Regions from separate parts of the Zea mays genome. Here region 1 is linked to region 2. A link is a contact called in public Hi-C data. All regions are on one chromosome and are shown on one strand. Each heading gives the region's core, a stretch centred on a gene start, on an enhancer-like site or on the middle of the called end of the contact. The rest is flanking DNA. Distances are from core to core; before and after follow the strand shown.

Region 1 (3,611 bases), core at 429-2,928, 200 kb after region 2:
GCTAGCTCTCTCTTCACTTTTAGTTCTAATGGGAGTTCTAGACTAGTTGGTGTCTAGTTCACCTCTGTCTATCCTACTTTTTAGAAGAAAAATGCTTCACATAGGATCCACTCGTACTATTGGGGTACGACCAACGTTAGTCTACGACTATTGTTGTCTCTTATTCCGGACTTATGACTATGAGCCATTAAATGATTCTAGTCATACCTGAATCTATCACTAGAGTCGTATGTGTAGCAGCACTAAAAGCCTCATCTAGAGCCTCTCATGCGACATAGTCATCATGATCGAAGGATACCCAGAGTACTAGAAAGAGAGCGAGTTAGGAGGAAGCACGTCATAGGTCGGTGGTCATGCTGAACCTAGGCATGAGTGAGAGCCAGCACATAGGCAATTAGAGAGGTTGGTCATAGTATGTGAAATACCCTACACTCTCTTGCTACTCATCGATTGATGCATAAAAAGGAGAAAAATATTAAAAGCTCAAACACCCGTGACCAACAAGGCCTTCTAGCTCCTTCTCGCCTCATGGTTGTGGTGGAAGTTTTAGCCTAATGTCTCTAATCCTTCTTTAATTATGACTACCTACTATATGAACTCTAGTGCTAAAGCATCTAGAAAATGTTGAATGTGTGAACCCTTCCCTTAACTCTCCTAACACGTTCCTCAACTCCTTCCTTTTATAGTGCAAGGGAGGAGAGAAGTTACGTGAACATCAGATCCCACCCACTAAGACCCAAATACATTGTATATTTTGCAAGCGCACACATGGCTACAAGATAGATGCATATACAATATAGTGACCTTGAGTATCGTGTAGCCTAAGCCATGGCAACAACATGCTTTATTAGGTTTCTAATATCACACATCACATATTTAATGTATTGTACCTGAGAACTATCCGTTAATCTTACGGTTGGGACTTATCCTTAGGTCATTAGATGTTTAATTCATTTCATGGGGTCGTACAACCTAGATAGGTCTAGAGATATCATTATATTTTGCGACAGGATTATAGTTATGTGTATCGAGTCCCTTGTTCTACTAAAGCAGCCTTGGGCCCCGATAGCCTCGACTCGAGGCCTAGCCGACTTCATGAAGCGAGATCGGGAAGCTTAAGGACCCTAGGGCCAGCAGAGATTTTCTTGCGTCTAAGTGTCATTATGTGTATTAGGACTCGAACTATTCTAAAGATCTATACTTCACCACATTCGGGATCACGGGTCTAATAGGCTTAGGGGTGTTTGGATGCATGAATTAAAGTTTAGTCCGTCATATGGGATATTTAAATGCTAGTTGCAATCATTAAATATAGTCTAATTATAAAGAATAATTATACAGATAAGGACTAAAGAATAAAACGAATCTATTACGCCTAATTAGTTCATGATGTGACCATGTGATGCTACAACAAATATTTGTCTGACATGAATTAATTTGGCTTAATAAACTCGTCTCTTCATTTAATCTTTACCTATATAATTATTTCTATAATTAAATTATCTTTAATACTCATAATTGACATTCAGGTTTTGATATAACACGGACTAAACTTTAGTGAGAACAACTAAACACCCTTTTAATTTCATAAGTATCATGAGGTATGAGGGCCCAGGGCTTGTGAGCATTGTGGTAGATGCTGCACGTTGCTGTCGGTGTGCATCCGTGACTCGTTCTATTTTTGCGTCTGTACGAGCGTTAGTGCACTGCAGGTAATATATGGTCATCCTCATCTATAGTTGCCGCCAAACTTGGAAATACCGGCCGGCGCGTGCCACACAGCAAGCAGCTAAATGGACTGCTCCAGCGACACGGCCGTCTGCGCCGTGGCCGTGGCCGCGGCCGCGGCGCCATCACCTCCTTCGTCATCGCCACGGCCGCCGGCGCCGGCGCTGAGCCCGTGCGCCGCGTGCAAGATCCTCCGCCGCCGCTGCGTGGACCGCTGCGTGCTGGCGCCCTACTTCCCGCCCACCGAGCCGCACAAGTTCGCCACCGCGCACCGGGTGTTTGGCGCCAGCAACATCATCAAGCTCCTACAGGTCAGCCTTGTCGCCACGCCATGCATTGTGTTGTGTGTGCTTGCATGCAGCAAGCAAAGCGCACGCACGCACGCATGTCATGAGTCATGACCGAGACTGCGACTGATCACTCTGACTGACCGATGGATCGATCGTTCGGACCATGCGCATGCAGGAGCTGCCGGAGGCGCACCGGGGCGACGCCGTGAGCAGCATGGTGTACGAGGCGGCGGCGCGCGTCCGGGACCCCGTGTACGGCTGCGCCGGCGCCATCTGGCAGCTGCAGAGGCAGGTGAACGACCTCAAGGCGCAGCTGGCGCGCGCCCACGCCGAGCTCGCCGGCGCCCGCGCCCAGCACGCGCACCTCCTCGCGCTCCTCTGCGTCGAGGTCGCCGCCTCCTCGCCGCCGTCCTACGACTGCGCCGCCGGCTACTCCGCCTCCCCCTCGCGTCACCAGCTAGCGGCGGTCGTCGCGGCCAACCCCGTGATGGCCGACGCCGTCGACGGCGCCTTGCATCAGACGCAGGCCGGCCCCGTCAGCTGGGCCGAGGAGGCGCTCTGGACATGAGCTCGATCGGTCCGGTCCGGCGGTCCCTGCACCTACGCTACCTACGACGACTGTTCGTCGTCGTCAACGCAACGCCCAAGTATATACTATATGCATACGTATACAGTTTACATGTAAGTTTTAATATATGTGTATGGTGGGTGCATGTAAGTTTTACTCGGTTCCATCATGTCGTAGTTCCAAGTTAACCAAAGGGGTTAACGTGGTTCCGTGCATGTCATATATATATATATATATATATATATATATATATATATATATATATATATATATATATATATATATATATATATATATATATATATATATATATATATATATATATATATACTAGCTGTATGCCCGTACGTTGCTACGGCGGCAACATATTATGATAAAATTCATTATATGCAGAAACATTAATCATCATTCTACATATGTGCTCCCCAATGAACAAACAGATGTTAAGAAATCAAAAAGGATAGGAAACAAAATCATCGACCAGCTAGTTCATAGAAGGGAGTAGCGCTTTCCCGGTCAGCATCCCACCTTTTTCTAATCATATTCCACCTTGTAAAATTCAATTTGGTTCTACAAAAAAGTATATTCAAGAAACAATTGAACGGACTCATCATAAGTTGATGAAACACGATTTTTTGGTGGCACACTGACATATAGTCGAAGTAAAAGCAGAAAAATGTAGAACAATCGCAAACTTGAAGAAAATATATTTTCAATGCAAATAACATATGCATAAAGTCTCGTGCCCGCGCGTTGCGACGACATATAAATTATTTAATAAAATGTTAGTGTATAATAATTTATACATAATAAGACTAAAAACAGGTGCCACACCAATCTGGAACATTTGGTAGAAAAAATAGCACAGATAGTAATCCTCCAGACCATAATGCTCGTCCTCAAAAAGATGGTTAGCCTCTAGAGGATTACTTTGATGATCATCAATGCTATATACTGTGACCGTGTCCGCATGATCGTTATTGTAGTTTTTTTGCCCCGAGTTGCAATATTCTCTTCAGTAGTTT
Region 2 (3,792 bases), core at 385-2,884:
CCAACATACCTTGCTCATCTGATAAAATAGCCAATACCCTGTCAACAAGGTCCTGCGATCAACGATTACGAAAACAGATCAGATACCATCAAGTGCAAAGCTGAGGCACGTGCAGTGAAGATGAGATTCTGAACGTGTTCAAGGAAACAAAAAAAAAGAAGATAGTTCTGATTTCTGATATTGCAACACTGATGAATTGAGGCTTGTCCTGCAAACCCATGGTTACTGCCAAAACAAGTTGTGCACAGCACGACAGGAGACAGACCCAACAATGATGTACGGGCAGATGACTAGCTCACCCTGGAGGCTCATATGACATGCCTCTAATCAGTTGTGATCCTACATATCCGGGAGAACAAAGTGCCCCACAGCAAAAATAAGAGCAAAACACTTGCTGACCTGCTTCTTTCCTTGCTTCGGTAACCCCAGCTGATTTAAGATATCTTTGAGCTCCTTTATTCTAAAATACGCAAGTTTATCCTGTGACGAACAGGGAAAGAATCAACATGTGAGATCTTCAAGAGCGACTGTTACATGTTGCGTGCTTGAAGTACACCGCCACACTTGCCATGGTTAATCCATAGAACAAAAAGAAACATTTCAGAAAAAATATCTCCAGCAGCTTAACCATATTCATACCCATATTCAAACTCCACTCTGCATATAGTGGGAAAATACAGTGTTTTGGGTAAACTATGGGTAACACGGTCTCAGTTAGCCATGCGCAAGCTAGGAGCAGCTTAAGTGAGTACTGCGTCATGCAACAGAAGAATCCAACACTAGCCTATCAATTAGTACAATCCATGAGGAGTTGATTCGGCGGCTAAGACAGCATAGAACACCTACCCCAACAACAGCACGCAGCTCCAAAACTCGGGGCTTGACGACAGCGGGCAGCGATCTAAGAGGCCGAACCGCCGGCCACGCGATTCCGCATTTGGAAAGAATGCACTGGTGCCAGCAAGCGCAAAAAAAGTAGGATCCGAGCTCTCAGCCAATCCATCTAAACATCGGCGTGGAAATAACCGCCGGGCGGCAGCGGGCAGCGGAGCGGCGGCAGGGGCGGGAATCCCACGAGCCCAGCCAAATCATCCGGGAAATTCGAGGGGAATCGGCGGAGATCGGGTGGCGAATTGGGCGCGGGCGGACGTATACCTTGCAGCTGGAAGCGAGGTCCGACATGGCCGGCGCCCGCGCAATGAAACCCCCGGAGGGGCACGGGCATGGGGAGAGGGCGATCGAGGGCCCCGGCGCCGGCGAGGAGATCCGGCGATCGGGGCGCCGAATTGGGACGGCGCGGGTGCTGCTGCGGCGGGGCTCCCTCGCGTGGCGTCTCTGTGGCCTCCGCCGTTTGCGTCGACGACGGCTGCCTGGACGGGGCAGGGTTTTCCTCTCTCTCTCTCTCTCCACCTCGCTCTCGTCTTCCTTGGCTCGCGTCGCGCGTGCTTGTGGGACGGGTTCGTCGAGAAAGGGTGAGGAGAGAGGGGGGGCGGTTTCTCTCTCCTATTCAGCCGCCGCGGCGGACGTATCGGCCGCTATCAAATCCGGTTTTTTGCGGGGCCGTACGAGTCCGCGACCCACCCATCCGGCGTGCGGGGTTGGTCATGCCGTGCCCTGCCCGCCCGCCTTCACTTCACTTCCTCTACGACGACCAAAGCGGGGAGCCGGCGACCCCACCCACCGCTGTGCATCACTCGTGGCGTCACCGTGGGCCAGCCCGATCCGATATGGGCCGGGCTGATATTCAACAACCCACGGCTTTTGGGTACAACTCAGACGCGTCGGTTTTTAAACAAGAGATGGGTGGCATACGCAGTGGGTTCTCTTTCGCTGAAATTCAGGCCTCCTAGGATTGGTAAAATGTATGAATAAAAAAACGTAGAAATAGAGTTGCATGACAATTATAGTTCTATAGAAATTTAAAATACAGAAAAACTTTTGAATAGAGTGTTTAGATGCAACACAAGAAGAACATAGGAATTAGAGGAGAGAGATAGACACAAAGAAAAGTTTCCAAGAGGTTGGATCTCTTGATATAAATCCTCCAAAATCTTACTAGAATGAGTCATCATAAAGGAATTTTATAGAATTTGTAGTAACTCAATCCTTTATTTCAAATGGCTACATAGGAAAATTTTCTATATGGTTCTAATCCTTCAAAATTCAAAAACTTTTCCTATGTTCCAAAGGGGCCTCAAATAAATCGAGCCACCTTAGGCCACCTCCAAGGGTGTTCTGTATACCTCCCCAACCCTAGGTGGGTGATGTGGGTGATATTTAGGGTGAAAACCTTCAACGACGGTTCTCTCCACAACCTACCCCATACCGGGTGAGTTTCAATCTACTCCCACGCTTTAATTAATGTATTACTTTGTGATATTAATCCCTTTTAAGTATCGTAATCTAGAAATGATGTGTATTGTAGTAATACAAATAGTGTATGTTTTTTAAAACTTCAAGTAATGATGAAAAAATATCAAATAACTGAATTGTAGTATATAGGGGAGCTAGATAGGGTGAATGGTTGGAGACTTTGAAAGGGAAATGTGTCCTTGGGTGATTTCTATTTCGTTTTGCTGATTAAATGTTCAACACGTTATTTTTGGACTAACATCATCTTGCATTAGCATGAGCACATGTAGTTAAAGCAAATCGAGAAAAAGGCATTTTACGCTCGAAAATGGGAATACTACAAATCGATGTGGTTCCAAGTGAAAAAGGTATGCTCCTTGCACTTAGTCAATTGTTTTAGGTACTAATCATATTTGTCTAAGTGCTAGAGACTATATGAAGTCAAGTCAAAAGGAGCCAAAGAAGTTTGTCTCAAAAGAAAGAAAGTTGGGCTGGTCTCGGCAGCACCGGACAGTCTAGTGCCACCCACCGGACAGTCCGGTGTGCACCGCATAGTCCGGCGATTGTACGGCCGAAGAGGCTGCTCTCGGGTTCAGTCGGGCTCCCTCGGCTATAATTCACCGGACGGTCCGCGCAGAGTGTCAGGACAGTCCGATGTGATGGACATCCAATGGCTATCAGCCACGTTAGCAGGTGGTTGTAACACCCCGTCTAATCCCTGCACTAGCGGTACTTACTCTTGATAGCTCGCTAGGATTATATATTGTCCCCACAGAACAACGCGAGTCTTTTGTGCGCACTTTGTCCTCACTCATGTGCACCCAAGAAAAATTTCTCGGTCGGCCACCCATCTCAAATTGCTCCAAGCCAAGCACGCTTAACTTGGAGATTCTTTCGAGATAGGCTTTCGAAAAAGAAGATGCACCTTGTTGGTATAAATACTCTATTAATTCTATTAAGCCTTGGGACAGGATATCACCATTTCAGGGGCCAGGATATCACAATCCACCCCCTTAGAAGACCGACGTCCTCGTCGGTCAACCCCAATACAGGAACCTCCCCTCTTAGCCATGTATGGGTGTTTAGTGTCGTCATATACCATGCCATGTGACCATTCCAGGCCCACATGCGCCATGCGCCATATACCCGACCTCCTAACCCACACACGCCCGTGAAACCGCAAGGGTCGGCTCTGATACCACTTGTAACACCCCGTTCAATCCCTGTACCGGCGGTACTTACTCCTGGCAGCTCGCTAGGATCATATGTTGTCCCTACAGACCAACACGAGTCTTTTGTGCATACTTTTTCCTCACTCATGTGCACCTGAGAAAAACTTCCCGGTCGGTCACCCATTCCAAACTGCTCCAAACCAAGCACGCTTAACTTGGAGGTTTTTTCGAGATAGACTTTCGAAAAAGAAGATGCACCTTGTTGGTA

The links. A called contact is a pair of places that touch in the nucleus more often than the background predicts.
Region 1: a Hi-C map of leaf shows a contact between it and region 2, with 5 times the contacts expected there. The contact joins the promoter of LOC103635941 here to the promoter of LOC103635939 in region 2. A contact is called at or near these places in 3 of 25 Hi-C or Micro-C datasets (leaf and tassel).

Annotation. Positions count from the first base shown.
Region 1 is chr8:135,385,960-135,389,570 of Zm-B73-REFERENCE-NAM-5.0, forward strand. LOC103635941 (LOB domain-containing protein 1) reads left to right here and starts at 1,679. Exons shown (of 2, transcript XM_008658312.2): 1 at 1,679-2,039; 2 at 2,194-2,586. The coding sequence starts at 1,794. The coding sequence ends at 2,586.
Region 2 is chr8:135,185,123-135,188,914 of Zm-B73-REFERENCE-NAM-5.0, forward strand. It overlaps LOC103635939 (E3 SUMO-protein ligase SIZ1), which reads right to left and starts at 1,635. Exons shown (of 17, transcript XM_008658309.4): 1 at 1,156-1,635; 2 at 400-480; 3 at 10-52. The coding sequence starts at 1,182.